Regions from separate parts of the Gossypium hirsutum genome. Here region 2 is linked to region 1. The links are chromatin contacts, called in public Hi-C maps. All regions are on one chromosome and are shown on one strand. The core of a region is the stretch at or near the end of the contact, and the rest is flanking DNA. Distances in the headings are between cores, read along the strand shown.

Evidence for each region. Hi-C and Micro-C count contacts between places; a contact is called where the count stands out from the background.
Region 2: a Hi-C map of leaf shows a contact between it and region 1, with 1.7 times the contacts expected there. The contact joins two enhancer-like sites. A contact is called at or near these places in 16 of 34 Hi-C or Micro-C datasets (anther, callus, hypocotyl and 2 more).

Annotation. Positions count from the first base shown.
Region 1 is chrA13:6,133,792-6,140,030 of Gossypium_hirsutum_v2.1, forward strand. No RefSeq gene overlaps it. Among protein-coding and RNA genes, the nearest start is that of TRNAP-AGG, 4.5 kb to the left of the region's middle. Within about 2 kb of position 3,245, at least 1 of the 9 cell types and tissues checked has an H3K27ac peak or open chromatin away from gene starts, as enhancers often do. A contact at or near this core is called in hypocotyl, where this site is marked.
Region 2 is chrA13:6,186,089-6,192,327 of Gossypium_hirsutum_v2.1, forward strand. No RefSeq gene overlaps it. Among protein-coding and RNA genes, the nearest start is that of LOC107941488, 12 kb to the right of the region's middle. Within about 2 kb of position 2,388, at least 3 of the 9 cell types and tissues checked have an H3K27ac peak or open chromatin away from gene starts, as enhancers often do. A contact at or near this core is called in hypocotyl, where this site is marked.

The DNA.
Region 1 (6,239 bases), core at 1,995-4,494:
AAGACAATTTCACTTTGGGTTGGAACCCTATTTAGCATTTTTGGTATTGTTTTGGGCCAAAATTCCATGCCTATATGCTTCCAATCTATAACAAATGACTAATTAATAAATAACAACAATTTGCAGATTGAGTGAAGATGGTAATTAAAAGAAAAAAAACAACGATAAAATAACTTTGCTTTTTATATATATCTATTTAGAGGTTTAATTTTATCTAGCTCCGATTTCAAATTAATTAGATTAAATTTAAGTTTGAAGTTAAAATTAATATGTTTAAATTCTCGTAGAATATTGAATAACCCAATTTGATTCTAAAGAAACAATAACTCAAATTTATCTGACTTAAAAAAAAAAAAAGGATTCAAACAAGAATGACCCGAGCTCATAATTTACCAATTCATAATAAAAACTAATACAATGCTGATTGAGAATTCCTCCATGTAGCTGAAAATCTTGTTTTTCTTCTCTCAATAGCCTCCTACTTTACCCATTTTCTATAGAGACAAATTCTATGTTATGTTGTTGAGGCTTTTTATTTTTCTTAAAGCATTCGCATCCAACATTCATATCAAAGAATTTAACCAAGTATCAATTTGGTCATTGCCGAAATCTTTAAACATATCACCACTCTCACTGTCTGTACTTTCTCCGATTGTCTTCTTCAGCTAATTCACTATGTAATTTAGTCATTATTATTAAGCCAAGGCTTAGGTTGGCTTGTAGAGAAGATGATTGTGGTTTTTGGGGCACGTAACTTAATTGTGGACCCGCTGGGTCAAATTGGTATAACAAAAACAAATCTGGGTCGGTTCACAATAATAAATAATGTTTGGTCTAAGCCTTAATAGTTTATTAATAAATTGATATGCCACTTCCAGCAGTCATGCCTGTTTGTTCATTAAAAGCCACCACCTAAAAGCCACGTACTGAAAGCATTGTTTCATATTTATACCAACAAGAAATCTCTTGATTTGTGGGGATTTTTTAATTTTAAATTGAATTTTTTTTTGAAAAAGAGAGATTATGGGTGAGTTTGAATATGCGATTGGGTGTGGTGCGGTACGTTATGGTACGGTGCGTCCACACTATAATATCGTTATAATATCTAATCTCACCGTTACCGTTATTTTTACACTAACTGCAAATAAGCGTACCGCTCATCCAAACTCACCTTACGATTTATTTATTTATAAAATGACTCCTATATTGGACCTAATTGCATTTAATGATTATGATTTGCAAATTGGAGATTTATTACTTTCTTTTTTTAATAATCTCATTATAGGTTTTGCTTATATTTATTCTTTTTGATGTCTAGAACTATTTAATAAATTATCCCCAATTCATAAATAAAAAGATAAAACTAGAGGTCAAACAAGTTAAACTTTCGATTTTTAATAAAATTGAACGGTTTGACCACTTAGAAAATTAAAAGAAATTGATAGTAATTAAAAAATTGTAAAAATTCTAAAATTTTATTAAAATAATAAAAAATAATTATCCAGACTGATTTTATTAACTATCAATTTATTTACCAACATTGAGGCCAAATATTTTATATTTCTTAATTTAGAAAAAGGTTCATGGGTTTAATGGAGGGTCATTCTTAGTCAAGACTGAAGACCCCATTTGTCTGGTTTTCTGGTTGGGCTTCAACCCCACTTGTCGTTTCAGAGGGAAAATATTGGTTATATTTTGGCCATTAAAAGTTGGGTGAAAATACCTACCATGTCTCTCTATTATACAACTTTAATCAAATTAGTCTTTCTATTATGAAATTAATCGATTTAATCATTTTACTATAAAAAGAATTAAATATAACCAAATTGTAATAAAATTAACATTTATTGTTTAAAAAATTGCATGAATTTTTTTTTCATTTGCAACTCAATTCTAAACAAAATATTTCAGTTGCAAAATCAAAAAATGTTTCAAAATATTAATTATGTCTAATCTTTAAACCTTAAACCTTGACAGTAAATGATAACTTTGTTGAAATTTAATTTAATTTATTTATTTATTTTTCTTAGTTGGACGTGATTCAAAAATTGAATGAATTTATTTGGGTTCATAAAAATATTTGATATATTTATTTTTTTTGAACATTTTAGGAAAGAGGATGGATATTACTAAATTCATCGTCATTTTATTTTGGGTTTATTTTGCAGAAATAAATGGTAATAGGAGCCGAAGGCTTGGCCCTTAAAACTTTTTCTTCAAAATTTCATTCATTTCTTAAGCTTTTGAAAATTCTTAATTATGTTAATTCTATTTATGTTTTTGAAAATCTCATTAAACTTCATAAAAATTTTAAAAATTTTTAGAAACTAATATGGATCATGTTAAATGGAAAAAGAAAAATCTTATTCTAATCCCTTTTAGGGGTTTTAATTTTGATATTGAGAAATTTTATATTATTTCCCAACATACATTCCTACAAAACTTATTTCTTAGAATATGGTTATTTAGGAGTACCTTAACACCTAAGGGTGTCGAGTTTAGTATAAGAATTCTAATCACTGAATTTTTTTGGAATCAAGAAAGAAACAAAAAAAATTGAATTTCGAGTGATAAAATCTGATACTCATAAGTGTTAAGTTCAACCTTATTTATTTAAATCCGAACTTTGAGCTTGGTTCTTATTAATATCAAGTTTAGATTAACATTTTGACTATTTACTCCTATTTGTTTCATACTTACAAAAAAAAACATGTTTAACAGTAAACAAATCAGACTTAGAACCTAGACATCTATGGGTGTTGAATTCAGCCTTACTCTATCAACTCCCATGGGATCAACTTCAAACAAGAAAGAGTAAATAACCAAAACGTTAAATTATACTCGACATCAATAAGAGTTGAGGTCTTAATTAAAATTTAAATAAATAATTCCGAACTCTGACACCCATAAATCTTGACTTATTAATTAAAATTCTTTTTCTTTATTCCTTTTCCTACCTTAAAAAAATTCATCCGTAAATTTCTCAATATGAAAGTAAAAAAGAATATTTCTTTATATGGATACCTTGATTTTTTTTAACTATAGACGATAGATGACGGCGGTCGCTAATGCCGAGTTTATCCATACTTTCCACGACAGAATCCATAGGGACGCCCATGGCTGCTGCAATACATTACAAGCCCCATGGCCAAAGGGGTCGACCGCTCACCCTATGACTCTATGTTTCGGTGACTTTATATATACATACACAGACAAATATGAGCTGAAGGCCACATATTTAAGTAAAAGACACTACTCATATAACCATGTGAGCTTTCATTTTAATCAAAAGTCTAATCAAACTTGACTATGCATTAATCCAAAAATCATGCCCTCCAGCCACTTCTTTCTTATCCTTTTATTTTATTTATTTTCATTATTGCATATAATGTTTAATATAAGTATAAATATATGTTGAAGTCATTATATAATATAATTAGATTACGATTTAAGATTTTCAAATAATATATATATATATGTTCATGAGACCTTAATTCTTTTGAGATCTCAAGTCTCACCTTATGCATATATATATATATATTAATTTAGGTGAATAAGTTTGTAATTGATTAAATAGACTTTATTTTGGTGAATTATATGATGAGGGCAAAGTTCTAATGTTAATGTGATTAGCGTAACTTGAACTCAAACTATACTTAACACAGTAAATATACATGTATTCATTAAATAGAAATTTTAATTAAACTTCAACAAGCATATTTTAAAAAGTCCCTTCAAATTAGGGTGCAAGAATGTTGAACATTGAATTAGACAAATATACTTGCGTCTAGAATAAAAGAAGTCTATATTCATTGGACAAGAAAATTGGACAGCAACTATTTATAGCTATAATTATATATGACATGGTAAGTTGAAGATTTTAATACTACATTCGATGCTTGAGAAGGCTTGTACTATTTTCTCCTATACTCAGAGACAATGCAATTAATAAAGCTATGAAAGTTTTATGCTTTAATTGGAGAAAAATAGATATGGAAAGGGATAGAGGTAAATTAAAATTTAATATTACTGTTTATTTATAATATAGCCTAGGAAATCATATATACTTTTTTTTAATATAATGCCTAAAATTATCTATAGCTTCTCCTTAACTCATAAATGGGAGGATAATACACTTTAGTGCACTTGAACCCGTATCCTTCTACATTAACAACAATACCCATATCAATCGAACTAAAACTAATGATAAAACGCGCATGAACAAATTTAAACTTTTGGAATTCATATTTTATATTAATGCAAATCCTAAAAAAATTCATAAAATCTGTTTCCCGATATTATTCCATGATTTTAGTAAATTATATTAAACAACGTTTACAATTTTCCAATATAAACCAATTTGTTACCTTAAACCATGATTATATCATTTGATACTTTTAATGTAATGTTTAATTTTCACTAGACCATATCAATTTCAATCTAATTAACTCTAAAAAAAATGTTAAGTATGTAACAAATGCAACAATTTCCTTTATATTTTAAGCATTAACCAAATAGATAAAATTATATTTTCTAAACAATTTCCTTTTTTTTTTAATTTATACTTAATTTGACTTTTTGCTTGAAAATTACCATGATAACATTTCACTAACAATTGAAAATTGAAAGTAACCTCTAATTTGTCAACATATTACAGGTATCAAATGTTAAACTTATAACTGATTTAAAACTGAATGTTACCTGGGCAGCTTATGAAGTTGACATTTCTCACGTCACTAATTAAAAATACGCCTAAGGTAAGTGCACCTATTGATAAATAATATAGTTATGGTGAGTAGAGATATCGTATTCATGAGGACTAAGAGTATTAGTAATTGCTGTTTTCTTATTATTTAGTCGACAAATTAGAGTGATCGGTTTTAAACTAAATTTACGAAATTAATTTAACTAAGAACTCAACAGAGAACGAATGAGGAAAATAATCGAAAGATAATCAATGAGAGAGACAATACTAGGAAAGAATCCACCTAGACTTCACCTATTATTATGAATCTGAATTAAATGATTTATTCACTTGGTGTCTTGATCCATAGAAATCCTTAAATTATGTTAATATCTATTTCGAGAATAAGAACAACTGACTCTAGGTTGATTAATTGAAATCTCTTTCTAATTAAAACCCCTCATCGTCGCATTAACTCGATCTATGGATTTTCTTATTAGATTTGACTCTAATCTGGTAGATTTATGTTGTCCTATTTCTAGGATTGCATGCAACTCTACTCAATTATGCTAGATTTACTCTTAAACAGGGACTTTTCCTCTATTGAATTAAGCACATTAAACATGAATTAATATCCCGGAAATATTAAAACAAGAAATAAACACACATAATTAAGAACAAGAATCAAGTATTTATCACGTAAAATAGATATTAATTCTGCCTGTTTGGGAAGCAGGTTGCGAAATCGACATGGGTTGGCACATGGACTTGTGTCCAGCCCATGTGGCTCACATGGCGTGTAACTAGCCCGTGTGGCTCTTGAAATCTGCTCTTTTTCTTCGATTTTCGCTTGCTTTTCTCTCCTTCTACTCCCAAATGCTCACCTAAGTATAAGAACATGAATTCAAAAGATTAGGAGCATCAAATTCACCAATTTGCATAAATAATCATCCAAAATCGCATTAATAATGGGATTAAGATATGTTAGTTTTATCATTTACCAGAAATTGTCAAAGCTTCTCTCAACTGGGCACATCAATTTGATCTCTATCACAATGGATCCAAGGTCAACCTCCTAAAAGTGGGTGACCAAACTCATTTTGAAGGAACGCGAGTTCATTTATTCACTAATGGTGCAGTGGCTAGAAACTTCGGGAATGCTTATATTGGCAGTGTGGTACGTGATCCGGTTGACAATTGAGTATTGGGATTTAATCGCTATCTGGGCAGATGTACACCTTTTGAAGAGGAACTTTGAGGTATTCTAGACAGGCTTCTCATCTTGTTAAATAAGGTTACAAAATGGCCATAATTCAGACAGATAATCTTGAGGTGATTAGAGCCTTAACAGTGATAGGGTCGAAAGATTCAAGTATTACCTTGATTAGAAGGATCCAACGGGTTATAAACTCTGAAGGACAGTGGGAGATCAGATATATACCCAGAGAGTGCAACATAAGTGTGGATAAATTAACTAAGTTCAGTTTAGCATGGTATTCAAGTTTACAAATATTTAACATACTTCCTAATAATGTGTTAGAGGCTCTTAAACAAG
Region 2 (6,239 bases), core at 1,138-3,637, 51 kb after region 1:
AATAAAATTTTAAATGATATGACGTAAAATTAAAAATAGAACTATTTTATTTTTCGTCATAATGTTTTATTAAATGATATGAGATAAAAAAATAATCATAAAACTATTTCATTTTCTTTCATCATAATGTTTTATCAAATAAAATATCCTGTCATTTCAATTGATGTAGCATTTTGTTCATGTCATGTAATTTTTATTTTTTTTAAAATTACAAAATTATTCTAATCACACATTTTGTGAGATAATTCTTTCAATAATTAATTTTAATCAAGTTTATTTCAAAATAAAAATGAAATACTAAATTTGCACCCAAAAATTAAACAAATTTATATTGTCGAAGACAATAGAGTTATAAATTTGTTTTTACCCCGCCAAAAATTTAGGATATAATAGTAAGATATATTATATTTTTAATGAGAAAATATAAATTCAAACTTTTGAAATGAAATTATTAGGAGGAGTGACCACAAACGCCAAACATGAAAAATATAAAAAATAAAAACTGTCTTTACCTTTTGTTTCTTTGTTTGCGTACACATATATACTAGATTATGGTACACCCACTATATAAGTGAAAATTTTATGTAACAAATTTAAAACAAAAAAATTGATATAATTTTAGTCAAAATGGTAAACTTGAGTTATTAAAAATTATAATGTTTTAGATTCCAATCTCATCATGTGCAAATATTTTTCTGTATTTTATATAAAAAAATAAAATTATCCTCAAAATAATATCTTATGCTTTGTCAAAATATTTTCGTAAATTTTTCACAAATCGATTTAAATCCAAGGGTTACGGTAATAATTGTATTGCATGAAAATTATTTATTTAAAATATAATTATACGTGTAAAAATAATATCCACTAAATAATGAAACATATGATTTGAAATTAATAATATATATAATATGTACAAAGTTAAAATAAATTAAATTAATTTAGATTTTGAGTAAAAAGAATCTTAAATAGGTAAATACAGTTGGTTAAGAATATTAAATGTATTCCAATTTCTTTTTGGCTTGTATTGCCATTATTTACAGCATGTTAAAATGTTATAACTTATTTTATGTATAAGTAGGTATTTTAGTCATTTTCCCAACTAAATTGGTGTCACAAGTTAATCCGACATCAACTAATTAGTCAAGGGTTTAAAGTTAGTAAAGATATAGCAATGTGAATGAAAAACCTTCTTATGTACAAGTATTAAAATTTATCTCAAAGCAGAATTAAATCTTTGGATGAAGTAGTAAATTTAAGGTTTTATAGATGCTAGTACCATAGGTTCAAATTTCACTATATGTAATTTTTTTTAAAAATATAGAAATATATTCATAATAATATAAATTATTTTGTATATAATAAGGTATTTTAGTTATTTCTTTAACCGAACTGATACCAAATTAACTCGTAATTTCTTATGAAAACATTTGTATGCAAATGTTTATTATTCTCTTCCCAGGATATATTGAATATGTTTGCAAGAATGTAGTAATCTATAATGAATATCAAATTTTCAAAAAATTTAGAATTGGTATTAAACTTTAAAACCTTGTTAGGATTATAACAAATATGTCTCGTTTGGTTACGAGGGTAACAATCAGAAGAAAAAGCTTATTTATTACGTATGTATTATAATAGTTAGATATAAAATAAAGAATAGTTAGTACAAATTTAAATTTGAAATTAGAAAGATAAATAATAACTCTTATAAAAAATAAGGCCTTTTCAAAATAAGCGAAAAATTTTCTTTCTCTTTACTAAAAATAAATCATGAGAGTGACTAAATATAATCAATTGAATCAATTTATTGCTAATCCATGTGCTAAAACATGTATAAAAAATAATATGCCTACCAAATATAACATTACATCTTTATGCCAAACTTGATAGTAAATACAAATCGAGTAGAATATGTAGTCAATTTTAAACACATTTGTTCCATTGTTGTGTAGCTTCACCTCAATTCCAACTCAAAACATGTTTTCTTGGTACAATGCTACTAACTTGGAAAAAGTGGTGTCACAATCTATTCTTTAAAATTTTCCGTGATATTGTGCTCACGAAGCTGGTGCGACATGGGCAAAAATTTGGATGGATGAAGATTAAGCTCTAATATTAAAGGCTTGAATTTGATTCAAAATGTTCTCTACTTTATATTATATTTTTTATTTTATTTTATATATTATATAAAATCATATATAAAACCAATCTAGTCATGAACACCTCTTAGCTCGGAATTTCTTTAAAAAATAGGGTCAAGAAAACAACATGTGGGTTTCAAATCCCAGGCTGTTTGCAAGAAAAAGTAGATGCAGCATATATGAAACAAGCATTATGTAAGTATTACATAAGGATGACAAAGGCATTCATTTACATGTGAACCCTGGGCTGAGGCAATGAATGGCCCGCCACGGTGGGCCTACAAAGGTGACAGCAATGCACCCCCACACCCCACCCTCCCCGAAATGCAGTGTTGGTAGTAAAAGCCCTTTCAGGCTTTTATATAGGAAAAAAGAAAGAGTCTGACTTGACACCTCTTTAGGACAAAAGTCTCATTGGAACCTTTCGAAAGGAGCCACTGCATGAGACAAACCAGCATTAACAACACCCCCTGCAATATGCTTGTACATGAGTCGGTCAAATTAAATTTATATCAAATTTATATATCATATTAATATTATATATTTTTTTGTTAAAATCGTTTAACTTGGACTCTATTTATATTTCTGAATCATTAATTAATAGAAGATTAATGAAGATTTTTTAACAAAAATTTCATATATATATATTTTGTTATGGTATTTTCTGTTAACAACCCGAAACTTGAATATAACTTCGAACTACCAACCTACAGCTCGAGTAGATGAGGAGGAACTTTGGCCTCACAAGGTAGAGACATTAAGGCTTACGGGGAGAGCTCGCGAGCTAAGTTTGCATATTCCTAGGTGTTCGTAGGCAAAGGGTGTGAAATCAACTGAGTGGTTCGATGAACACGTGTTAAGTCTAGAACAGTATACATGTTGGTATGCATAGAGTTTACCTAAGACGTCATTTCGATAAATAATAATATTTTATAAATATCCGATTCTCCTCACTAAAAAAACAAATTAAACACTCAATATATATAATATAAAAGTTGTTCAAGAATCAAATAAAAATTAATATCTATAGTTGAGTGGCATTCATTGAGAAGGGATTAATGAGGAATCAATGGCCATCGTATTGAAGATGATTTTAGGGTTTAAATTTTCACAAATGATCTGTGATGAAATTAATTGGAAAGGTACAAGATGGCAAATAATATTGAAAAACTAGCCAAGAAGAGTCAAAATGAAAAGGACATTGCATTAAACTACAAAATCTAATAAAATTGAGAAAATAATAAAAGATAATTTACAAGTGTATGGCACCAATGAGGCATGTTTGAAAATTAGAGGTATTTATAAGCTCTGATAAGTAAAGTTTAAATTGATTTTGTGTATAATTTTAATATTATATATATTTATTCAAGTTCGATATTTTATCTTAATTCATTTATATTGATAAATGATTAATTTAAAATCATTTCTGTCCACTCACAATTTTTTTTAAACTTTTTTAAATAATATAATTAGTTTTATTTAATATTTAGTAATTATCAAAATTCTTTTTTTTAATAAATATCTAACATATTTTTAATATACATGTGATATAAAAAAAAAGACAATATATATTATAAACTTGAAAATGAGTCGGATTAAGTTAAGTTTAAGATTTGAATATTAAAATTCAAATTTAACTTATACTTTTACTTAAAACTTTTTAAAAATTTTTTATACAATACTTAGAACTAGCCATAACCCCTCCTCAACCCTTAAATAAGAGGATAATTCGCTTTAACGCACTGAAATCCACTTCCTCTACACTGATAATAAACTCATGTGAATTAGCTAATAAGTAGGATAACCCAACCATTGATGAGATGGATTAATTTGCATATGGTGTCGGTTACCTGTCTCAAAAATAGCGAATAAGCATTACAATTAAGTCCCATGGACATGGGAAACACCAAAAACAGTTCAATTCAAACGGCCAATTCCCTATCATAACAGCTGGGAGTGTCCCATGTAAGTACATATTAATTATGATTGAAGATTAGGGTTTTCCTTTTTGTTTTTTTGTTTTTTTTTTTTGAGTCAGTCTTTTAAAGAGTTTATAAACATAAATATAAGTAACGTATAATATATATTGGATTAATTAAAATTGAAATTGAAATATATAACTTGGATCATTGAAATCTTAAAGTCTCATCGAAATAAATTATAATTATACGAGAAATTACAATAAGAATTAATAATTAGACGAATAGTATCATAAAAATAATTAAATAAATAAAAAATTAATTGAATAATTAATTTAACTTAAATCACAAACTAAAATCTATTTGGACAACTCAATTAAAATAAATTTAAATCAAATTTATACATCATGAAACTTGAATACGAGACCTCAAAATTTTCAAAAGCCTCATTAATTGAAATTAGGGTATGATGTGTCACATGAGTTATGTTTGCTGATATCCATATATTTTAAGCATACTCAAATTTTATATGTTTGTCTATATATGTTTGGAAAAGTAATACACGTCTATTTTCAAATATGTGTCAAATACTATAATATACAAAAGATTTAAAAGATTACATGAAATAGTTACATCAATATATATTACTTTCATTAGTATTAAGGTAATCATTTTAAAAAAATCGTCTATTTATTATGCATCACATGTAATAATTAAATAAAAAAAATTGACTCAATTGTTGTTATAATAGATTTTCGATTTCGTAAAAATAAAATTAAAGTAAAATAATTTATCAGAATGCCATGGTAATTGGTAATGATAAGGTTTAATTTATGTACTATTTTACACATAGAAGATAAAAACATATATTCCAAATCAATTAATTTAAGTATATAATTTTTAATTTGGTTGATATTATTATTATTGAAATAATTTAAAATATATATATGTTTAAATGTATTTAAATTTGTAATTGTTGATAATACAATGTAGATAACCTCACATTGGTTGAGGAAAGGCTTTTAAGAGGGTTTAAATATAGTCTTATCTCTTATTTTTATTGAGCAATTGGGGGTTAAAGGCCTAACACATATGTGCTGTTGCTCGACCTATGTTTGTGTCTTGAAGTGTCTACGACATGTACCATGCATGTTATTTGGGTATACAAATATTGAAGTATTACCCTAACCATGGAGGGTGAGCCCATATTTCTTGATTTGATTTTAATAGGACTCCTTAATATAATTTATATAATATAGACATCCTTTCGATACTTCAAATCTGAGTAAAATGCCCCCAGTAACCCAGCGGGAAACTTGGACATTGTATAAGAGAGAACAAAAAAACCCAAGTAGGCATAGAACATTTCTTCAGGTGTGGGGTGGGCAAACTTTTGAAGGCTTGAACCATTTTAAAAAATGGTGTTGGACCACCACCCAGAGGCCCAGCAGCCTGGTTCTTGTAGTACCATAGTCCATTTGTCCTTTGACAAATGTTGAAATTATAATTTGGTTTTTCTTTGGTTTAAAGGGTATAAAAAGTTTTTAATTTTTTTCAAGAAAAGCAATTAAGTTTATTTTTTCACTCAATTGAATACTTAAACTTAAAAAAAAAAGTAATTAAGTTCCTTTTTTTTTGCACTCAATTGGATACTTAAATTACTAAAATACATCAAAAAGGCCCTCAAACTTTTTCAAAAAAGCAATTAAAGCCCTATTTTTTTTTTGTACTCAATTGTCAAAAAATGCATTAAAAAGGCCATTTAACTATTAACTTTAATGGTTGACCGTTAAAGCAAACCGTCCCTAATTTTTTTAGTTAAAGTCATCATGTGTCACAACTACAACGTGACATGTGGCAAAAAAATAATAAAAAATAAAAATCTATAAAAGTTATAAAAGTTATTAAATTTTAATAAAAAATCTAAGAAATATTTATCTGTTATTATTTTAATAAAAATATAACAAATATTTATTTTTTTATTAAAAATTAGAAAAAGATTACAAAAATTGTAAAATTTTATAAAATTCGTAAAAAATTATAAAATATATAGAAATATAGAAAAAAATAGATAAAATTTTATAAAGTTGTAAGAAAATGATAAAAAAATGTAAAGAATTATAAAATTCGTAAAAGAATTATAAAAATTATAATCCTAAAAGAAACATTTTATCAT